Regions from separate parts of the Canis lupus genome. Here region 1 is linked to region 2. Evidence: chromatin contacts called from public Hi-C data. All regions are on one chromosome and are shown on one strand. Each heading gives the region's core, a stretch centred on a gene start, on an enhancer-like site or on the middle of the called end of the contact. The rest is flanking DNA. Distances are from core to core; before and after follow the strand shown.

What was found. Hi-C and Micro-C count contacts between places; a contact is called where the count stands out from the background.
Region 1: a Hi-C map of blood shows a contact between it and region 2, with 4 times the contacts expected there. The contact joins the promoter of FOXJ3 here to the promoter of PPIH in region 2. A contact is called at or near these places in 2 of 9 Hi-C or Micro-C datasets (amygdala and blood).

What each region holds. Positions count from the first base shown.
Region 1 is chr15:1,005,381-1,010,234 of UU_Cfam_GSD_1.0, reverse strand. FOXJ3 (forkhead box protein J3) reads right to left here and starts at 1,328. Exons shown (of 13, transcript XM_038557690.1): 1 at 1,124-1,328. The coding sequence starts at 1,313.
Region 2 is chr15:753,555-758,466 of UU_Cfam_GSD_1.0, reverse strand. PPIH (peptidyl-prolyl cis-trans isomerase H) reads left to right here and starts at 1,456. Exons shown (of 11, transcript XR_005370055.1): 1 at 1,456-1,611; 2 at 1,841-1,905; 3 at 2,157-2,180; 4 at 2,458-2,502; 5 at 3,398-3,440.

The DNA.
Region 1 (4,854 bases), core at 79-2,578, 250 kb before region 2:
CCGCCCCGGGCCGGAGGGGAAGCAGCTGCCTCGTGCCGAGGTCGGGGGCCGGCGGGGCGGCGGGCAGGCCCCGGGGAGGGGCGGACGGCCGCTGTCCGCGCGCTCGGCGCCCCCGGGAAGCCCGTCCGGCGCCCCGGGGCCCCGCTGGGGGAGGGGCGGCAGGCGCGGAGCCGCCGCTTCCCGGCTGAGGGGCAGCAGCAGCTGAGGCCGAGCGCCGCGGGGGAGGGAGGGACGCAGCGCTCGCCGCCCGCCAGCCGCCGCCGCCCCGCCGCCCCGCCGCACGGCCGCGGCCGAGAGGGGAGCCCCTGCCTCCGTCCCGGGAGATGCCCCAGCCCCGCCTCCTCGCCCGCCGCCTCGGCCCCGCCGCCCGGGCGGCGGGCACTCACCTCAGGCTGCGCAGGCCGGGACGGCCCGGCCGAGCCCCCGGCCGCTGCGTGCGTCTCCGCCCCCCGGGAAAGGCCCCAACGGCGCCTGGTGCGAGCGGCCGAGGCCCCGAGCAGCGCCGAGAGCGGCTGCGGCGGCGGCGGCGGCGGCGGCGGCGACGGCGGCGGCGGCGGCGGGAGCAGCCAACATCCGGGGCCGCGCACCCGGAACTACTTCCCGGCCCGCTCCCCTCCCGCCCCGCCCCCCGCGACGTCGCTGCGTCAGCGCGTCACCGGCCCGGCGTCGGCGGCGTCCCCTCCCCTCCGCGGGATCGGCGCGCGCGGGATCCCTCCGCGGGGACAAGTAGTGCCCCGGGGCGCCGGGGGCTCGCGTCTGGCGGTTCCGAGCGCTTCCGGGGGTCCCTGCGCCTCCGAGCGGCGGCTGGGGACTGGGGGCGGCCCCGTAGTGGGGGACGGCAGGGACCCGCGGCTCCCGGACTCCTCGGGCCCCAGAGCCACGGCGCCCTGTGACCTTGTCCGCCCCCCCCCCGCCCCCTCACGGTGGCGACGAGCGCCTCCGCCTCCGCCTCCGCCTCCGCCTCCGCCTCCGCCGGGAAACCGGACCCCGTTTCCACCTTTGCACGGCGCGGGCAGCTGGCGCGGTCGAGCCCAGGCTTCTAGACCCGTCCACCGAGCCCATCCCCGGTCGAGCCTTAGCTTCCTGCTGAGAGCACAGCACCGAGGCCCTTCTGATGCGACACCTGTTGTCCCGGTTACGGTCCTTGCTCCCAACAGGTGGAACCTGCACAAGGGTAGCTCGGAAGACGTGAACTCGGAATCTCCTTCTACGTCAATCTTCACGGTTTCCTTCTCTAGATTATTAGCCCTGCGGATCTGCCCTGTAATTTCATGCTTGATTACGTTCAGACCTCTAATCTGTTGTTGCATCATTGGGTCAGTCACGTCTCTAAAAGGCGAGCACCAAGCATGCATTTGAGCTCACAGTAGGTGCTCAGTGTTCGATGCGAATTGGCCCTAGGAACCTTTTTTTGACAATGGTCTGGTAGGGAATCGGATAAAGACCTCAGGTAGTTAAGGAGCTGAGTACCCAGCTCCTTCAGCAAACACTGAACACCTGCCATTGGCCAAACATTTCTAGGCGCTGGGCATTCAAAGTACTCCTGTATTCCATTTTAATTAATTAATTAATTTTTTATTCATGAGCATACACAGAGAGGAGAGAGAGAGATGCAGAGACACAGGCAGAGGGAGAAGCAGGCTGCATGCACCGGGAGCCCGACGTGGGACTGGATCCCGGGTCTCCAGGATCAGGCCCCGGGCTGAAGGCGGCGCTAAACCACTGAGCCACCCGGGCTGCCCTCCTTTTCTATATTTAAGACGCTAGCAAGTCTCTGAAAATAAAAAGGTTCATTCACGCATTTGTCCAACAAATACTTGCCAATTACTATTAAGGTTGTCAGACACTATTTTAGTGCTTTGGATGCATCAGCAAACAGTAGAGAGAGAGGAGGAGGAGGAAGCATCCTTCCCTTTCGGAGCTTTCATTTATTGTGGAGAGAAAGGCGATTAACCTAACAAGAAAATTATTTGGTGTGTTAAAAGGTATTCAGCGCTATGGCTGAAAAGAGACCAGGGTAAGAGATGTGAAGAAAACTGGAGGACGGTAGGGCTTGGGATTTTTTTTTTTTTAACAATAGCAGTTTATTTATCAATATTAGTTTTATTTGGGGCACCTGGGTTATGCCAGACAGTTGGTTATACATCTGAATTCCACTCAGGTCACAATCTCAGGGTCCTGGGATTGCGTTCCATGTTGGGCTCCCTGCTCAGAGGGGAGCCTGCTTCTCCCTCTCCCTCTGCTGCCTCCCCTGCTCATGTGCTGCTCTCTCTCTAGTGAATAAATGAAATCTTAAAATAATAATAATAATAGTAGTAGTAGTAGTAGTAGTAGTAGGTTTATTCAACAAAGCCAAACCATGTGTTAGGTGCTGGGGCCTCAGTGGAGAACAAGCCAAAGCTCCGACCTGGTGGACTGTCCAGCTAGTGGAGACCACATGCCAGGTGCTTTCACGTGTCCTCTCATGCAATGCTTTCGCAAGTCTGTGAGAAAGGACTCTTATGCTCATCTTTGCAGCTGATGAAATTGAGGCTCAGGAGAGAAAAACCAGCTGGAATTCAAACCTGACATCTTCATAGTCCAGCTTCCTTTCTAGCTTCAGCTGAGGCATTTCATATTTTTCTGTTTCATTATACCTCACTTCTTTCATCATGGAAACTCATGTGTTAATCTAGGCGAATGGCCTTAGGCCAGTATTGAGGCAAAAGGGAGGGAGAAAAAGAAAATATTTAGAGGAGGAGAGGGAGGAGTTATCAAAACATCTAGATGTGTGGAGCAAGGTAATAGGGGTAAGCAAAGAGGATTTAGTGGAAGAGAAATGAAGGGAGATTCATTAGTATTCCAATTCTGGTTTTACAGGATGGGATCTTAAACAGCCATCAGGGAGAGCCCAATTCATGAGGTGACTTTAATGAGAAACTTGAAAGAGGTGAGGGAGTGAGCCATGCCTTTGTCTGGGAGTGTCCCAGGCTGAAGGACTAGCTAGTGGAAAGGCCCGGAGGCGAAAGCATTCCTGAAAGTGTTAGAAACCAGGAAGAATCCAGAACAACTAGAGCAAGGTGAGCAACAGAGGCAGGAATGGACAGATAAGGTCACAGTGGGGTCTTGTAGGCCGCTGTAAGGATCTTAAATTAAAAAAATCCACCACCAGGCTTTGAACAGAGGAGCAATATGCAGCTCATGCTTTCAAAAGACCACTCTAGCTACGGTGCTAAGAGTAGATGGTGAGTGGCCATTGGAAGCCAGAGGCTCCACTGTCCTGGTTCAAGATGATGACTTGGATCAGTAGGAAAAATAGGATACAGTCTCTATAAGAACTCACAGTATTGGGACGCCCAGGTGGCTCAGCGGTTTATCACCGCCTTCAGCCCAGGGTGTGATCCTGGAGACCCGGGATCGAGTCCCACATCAGGCTCCCCGCATGGAGCCTGCTTCTCCCTCTGCCTGTGTCTCTGCCTCTCTCTGTGTGTGTCTCTCATGAATAAATAAATAAAATCTTAAAAAAAAAAATTCACAGTATACTGTTCGATGCAAATAGATCTGACAATGACATTACACTATGATAAGGGAAAGAGTATCCTGGAATAAGCCCCACATCGGGCTTCCTGCTCAGCCAGGAGCCTGCTGCTACCCCTCCTGCCTGCAGCTCCCCCTGCTTGTGTGCTGGTGCATGCTCTCTCTCTCTCAAATAAATGCATGAAATCTTTAAACCCAGCCTGGGAAGGTAAACCTGCGTTTAATCTCGTGTTCCATAGCTTAGTTCTTGTGTGCCTGTGTATCAAGCAATTTAGTTTCACTTAGTCTCATTTTCTTGCCTATTAAATGGAAACAAGAACCCATAGCTACCTAGCAAAAGGGACCCATGTACAGGCTGCCATAAAATAAAGGCTCCCCCAGGGTGCCTGGGTGGCACAGTCAGTTGAGTGTCTGATTTGATTTCAGGTCAGATTGTGATCTCAGGGTCATGAGATCAAGCCCAGCATCCAGCTCTGTGCTGAGCAGGAAGTCGGCTTGGGTTTCTCTCTCTCTCCCTCTCCCTCGGCCCCTTACCCCGTCAAATAAATAAATAAATCTTTTAAAAATCTATTTTAAAAATAATAATTAAGGGGTGCCTGGGTGACTCAGCAGTTGAGCATCAGCTCAGGTCCTGATCCCGGAGTTCCAGGATCGAGTTCCATATCAGGGTCCCTACAGGGAGCCTGCTTCTCCCGCTGCCTGTTATCTCTGGCTTGCTCCCTCTCTCTCATGAATAAATAAATAAAATCTTAAAAATAATAATCATAATAATTAATAAATAAATACAAATAGAGACCTGAAAGGCATTATGTACAAGATTGAGTGTCAGCTCAGAAGAGAGTAATTCATCCAGTCTTGGGAGGTGGGGTAGGCTGGCTCACAGTTGTGGTGAGCAGGAGAGCCCTCAAAAAGGAGAGCAACTCCTTAAGAGGAAATAGATTGCTGACAGCAATGAGATAGAGATTTTATTGTTTTGTGTTGTTTGTGATCTTTTCCCAGCCTCGTGTGGATTATAAATTCTCTGAAAGAAACAGCCCTGAGCTAGGCTGTAATTGCCCTACAGAAACCTTGATTCAGCCACACCGGCAGTACATCAGCAGGGTGTTCAGTGCTTCACGTGACCCACAGCCACTTAGACACTTGAGGTTTTACTTGTTCCTTTTCTCTCTGCATTTATTGTAAGAGGAAGGCAGAAAATGAGAAATGAATTTAAAATGAGCCAAGACCTACAAGAGGAAGAGAGAAAAACATGAGAGAGTCCCTCCTGTTATTCCCCAGCCCTGAAGGATCCTTCCAGATTCCCTGGATATCTTTAGATGATACTTTATATTTCACATA
Region 2 (4,912 bases), core at 207-2,706:
ATTATGCTGTGGTGAAAGTCTTTGCGAATATAACTCTTCTTTTCTCTCGAGTTACTCCAGAAAAGATTGGCAGTTATGGGCCAGAAGACACAAATGTTACACAGTTTTGGTATATCACTTGTAGTGTTGCTTTAAAAAAAAAAGAAAAAGAAAAACTTGTGTCAACATAATGTTTCTATAGTCAGACTTTTTTTCTTGTCTTTTCTTTTTATTAAGTAGGCTCCACACCCAGCATGGAGCCCAATGTGGGGCTTGAACACACCACCCTAAGATCAAGACCTGAGTTGAGATGCAGTCAGATGTTTAATCGACTGAGCCACTGGTGCCCCTATGGTCAACCTCTCTAAGCCTCAATTTCTTGATCCATAAATGGGAACAGTAGTCATTCCTGTCCCATAGAGTTGTGAGGACCAAAGTAAATGAAATGTGTATTTAGAACTTAGTAGCTGCTTAACAAATGCTAGGCATCATCACTGATTTTCACTAGCACTGGTTTTTCCACAACCTCATCAACATTGGATATTACCAATTAAAAAAAAATTATTTTAGAATAGTTGGTATAAACTATACTGAAGGGTGACTCCTGCTGTTCTTTCTTCCCATCCTGCTCCTCTCCCTCCTACTCTCCTCGGACTCTTTCTTCTCCCTCTTCAGTTGGAGATAGAGAAGGATACCAAGGGGAAAGGAAAAGTAACTAAAAATAAAAAAGACACCATTAAGTTGAGACATTGAGTTTTTACATGTAACCCCTGCTTCCGCAGACAACTGGCCAAAAAGGATGATCAAAGGATATAGGACACAATAGCTATGATATCAGATACAGGCTGTGACTCTAAGCCTTGCCCAAGGTCACCTTTTTTCACTCAATTCATTGAATCTATTTATTGGATCCTCACTATGGGCTACTCAATAGTAGGCACTAGAGCTAAGGATGGGAGGCCAGGAATGATCTATAAACAGGTTCATTTTAAAAGCTCTAGCTGGGGGCAGGTGGCTCAGCGGTTGAGCACCTGCCTTCGGTCCAGGGTGTGACCCTGGAGACCCGGGGTCGAGTCCCACGTGGGGCTCCCTGCATGGAGCCTGCTTCTCCCTCTGCCTGTGTCTCTGCCTCTCTCTTTCTCGTGATTAAATAAGAAAATCTTTAAAAGGGGGAAAAAAACAAAAAGCTCCAGCAGGAATGAACTGTAGGTGACAAGAGGGGCAGCTCGCGAGCAGAACCAGAACTCCGGTTCCGGCTTAACCCGAGCGCTCAGGGTCCAGCACCTAAGACCCACCGCCTCCCGCGCCGCCGCGGCGCACACTGAGCGGAGGGGGAAAGACGCGCCGTGTACGTCGGCTCGGAGGCCTTGGCCCCGCCCACTTCCGCGACGCCCAGTTTCGGCGCCGGAGGCCGGGAGCGCTCCGCAGCGGGGCGGGACTTCCGGGGGGCGGGGCCTGGCCTCGGGTGGCTCTGCCTGCGCCTGCGCCGGCGAGTAGAAGCCCCGGAAATCGGGGCTCGGGTTCGCCGGAACCGGTGCCTGCGGCTACTGCTTCCGGGTCGGAGCCATGGCGGTGGCAAATTCAAGCCCCGTCAATCCCGTGGTGTTCTTTGATGTCAGCATCGGCGGCCAGGTGAGGTTCCAGGCCCGGCCGGGAGGGTCTCCCGCACCCGGGGATAGCGGACTCGGGAAGCCAGAAGGCGAAGCTGGACCGGGACCTACCGACCTGCGGGGCGGGGGGCTCGGGAGGGAGAGGAGTCGTCTCGCGCATCCCAGCGCCCCGCCGGGGGGCGGGGGGGACCGGGCCGCCCCCCCGGATCCCTGCTCGCTGAGGCCTTCTGACCGTGTCCCGCCGCCTGCAGGAGGTCGGCCGCATGAAGATCGAGCTCTTTGCAGACGTTGTGCCGAAGACGGCCGAGAATTTTAGGTAAGGGGATGCTCATCGGAACCGGGAGCCGGACCGGGCCTGCGTGGCGGCCCGCTCCCCGCCCTTGAGATCGGAGCTCCGAATTGTCCCCGTTTTTACCCTTCCCATCTCAGTTCATCGTAATTCTGGGTGTCGAGGCCGGCGGGCCCGCGGGGGGCTCAGGCCGCGCTCCCCTCCCCGCCCCTCTGCGCCAGGAGCGCCCCCCGCTGTGGGGTCACCGAGACTGAAGCATCCCCTCTTTTCCCTTTCAGGCAGTTCTGCACTGGAGAATTCAGGTCAGTCTCTCAGACGTGGTTGACTCGTCTGCTCGCTCCTGAAGGGTGCCCCGGGGCCGCAGTGGGGTTTTGGGGAACCACGCCCGTAGGCCTTGAATGATTGCTGGTGCCGGTAGTAGAAGGTTAATACCCCAAGGGTCTGTCTTCAGTTCATTTGCCTCCTTTATCTCTCTCCTCCCCACCACCTTTAGAGAGTCTCTTGGCTCGAGTGTGTGGGAAGCTGGGAAGACCTGTCATTACTTGTCGTCATTCCAAGTCTCTTTCTTTTTGGTTATAGAAAAGATGGGGTTCCGATAGGATACAAAGGGAGCACCTTCCACAGGTAAGGCTTGGCAAACCATCCTGCAGGATTTTAGAATTACTTTCTAAAAAAGTAATTTCTTACTTTTTTTTTTTTTTAAGATTTTATTTATTTATTCATGAGAGACACAGGCAGAGGGAGAAGCAGGCTCCATGCAGAGAGCCGGACGCGGGACTTGATCCGGGGTCTCCAGGATCACACCCTGGGCCGAAGGCAGGCACGAAACCACTGAGCCACCCGGGCTGCCCTGTAATTTCTTACTTTCTTTAGAAAGTAAGATTCATTTCTTTAAAGGGAACTAAAACCATAGGATAATTCCTAGATCTTGAGAAGGAATGTTTTTTGTGAACTCAACAATAGATTTGAAGGCTTATTAAAAACCAAGGGATCCCTGGGTGGCTCAGCGGTTTAGCACCAGAACTTTGCCAACTGAATTCAGCAGAAATGCCAAGGTATTAACAGTAGGTGCAAGGTTACAATTAACAGTGTTCTCAGCATCCTCTCCCCCCATCCCCAGACCCCCAGGGATGGATTCTGATTAGCTAAAGCCAGTAAGAGCAGAACATTTTTTTTTTTTTTTTTAGAGCAGAACATTCTTTAAAAAGGAGGCAGCCCGCGTGGCTCAGCGGTTTAGCGCCGCCTTCAGCCCAGGGCGTGACCCTGGAGACCCCGGATCGAGTCCCACCTCAGGCTCCCTGCATGGAGCCTGCTTCTCCCTCTGCCTGTGTCTCTGCCCCCCCACCTCTCTCCCTCTGTCTCATGAATAAATAAATAAAGTCTTTAAAAAAAAAACAAAACACCAAAGTTTAAAAAACGTTTTATTTTTAAATCAGTGTTAATCTAAAGTATAATGAGTACGTCAATGTTTTTCTAAATGACAGAACCTTCTCTCAGGATGCTTTATTCTCTGTTTCAGGGTCATAAAAGATTTCATGATCCAGGGTGGGGATTTTGTTAATGTAAGTATTATTTCTTTGCTAATAAAGACCTGTAGGAATATTGGTTTTTATTACTGCTGTTGCTGCTATTTTTTTTGCTACGGAGTCCAGTCCTGAGGCTTGAAACAATAACCAAGTTTGATGAGGAAGAGGGGTGACAGGAATGTCCTTTAGAGTTGCTGGCTTCCACTCTTTATACCATTAGGTGACAGACATCAGCACCCTGATTGAGTCACTGACTTCCAAATCAGCCTTTTAGGGCCAGAAGCTAACTTTCCCAGCATGCCTATAGATGATCCATGAGAGATGCAAACTAGTCAGTCACATGAAACTTGGGTAGAAATCAGATGCAATTGTTTTGTTTTCTAAATGGCAGTAAGTTCTCTTTCAGTGAGCTAAATGCTTATGTCCTATTTGCACATGCCTGGAAAGCTGAGTTTTTCATCAGAAACCGATTTAGTGGGCAAAGAATCAGAGCAACAGAGGTAGATCATTCTGGAAGGATGTTTCCTCTATTTACTAGCGGGGCCCAGTAGAATGGCTCTTCGCTGCGATTAATGGACTTTCTTGTGACTAGACTGTATGTGTCTCTCATACCAAGCCTCTTCGCCCTCCTCTGACTCTGGAAGGTGCTGAATAAACCATATCTCTTCTTAAATCTACTTTTGTTCTTAACCAACCACTTGTGTGCATGTCTGTGGTCTTATTAATATCATTTGGTTAGTCATGTTGCTATTTTCTTGAGTCTTGGGAGATGTCTTTCTCCTTCTTATGTATATTTATTTAGTTAAACTTTGAGGAATTTTTAAAGACTTCCTTCCTGTCTAGGAAAGGTTACAAAGTGGCAGATTTTAGGCTGAACCAGACTTTTAGATACACGTTGTTTCATGTGTGTGATGTTGTAAAACTGGGACATTTCACCAGAAAATTCCAGAGTTTTGTTTTCTCTTTAAAGAATGGAAAACAGGTGTGCACTTGGCCTGTGTTTCTCATGTAGCAGCAATGGTTTAGAATCAAATAACTGTTCCTTTAATCAGGGTCTGTCCTTGCCATTTCACCTCAGTCACTACCACCTGCTTCCCTTACTTATGTCACTTGCCCCTGGAGGGCAAGTTTGCAACCCCTGGCTTCCACTGATGGTAGTAGGGCCTGGGCAACTGTATACTTTGTGGTACCTGGTAAGAAGGGCTAAAAATCTATTCTCTGCCCTTTCTTCCTCTTTTCTTCCTTTTCATCCTTTTTCTCTTTCTTTCTTTCTTTGTTTCTTTCTTTCTCTCTCTCTCTCTTTCTCCTTCCTTCCTTCCTTCCTCCTTTCCTTCCTTCCTTCCTTCCTTCCTTCCTTCCTTCCTTCCTTCCTTCCTTCCTTCCTTCCTTCCTTCCTTCCTTCCCATAGGCTCCTGTGTTGCTGTATTGTCTTAACAGGGACAAGACCAGCTTCTTACTGGTCATTGCCAGGCACATCCAGTCACTTGCCGATAGCTCCAGGATCAGAC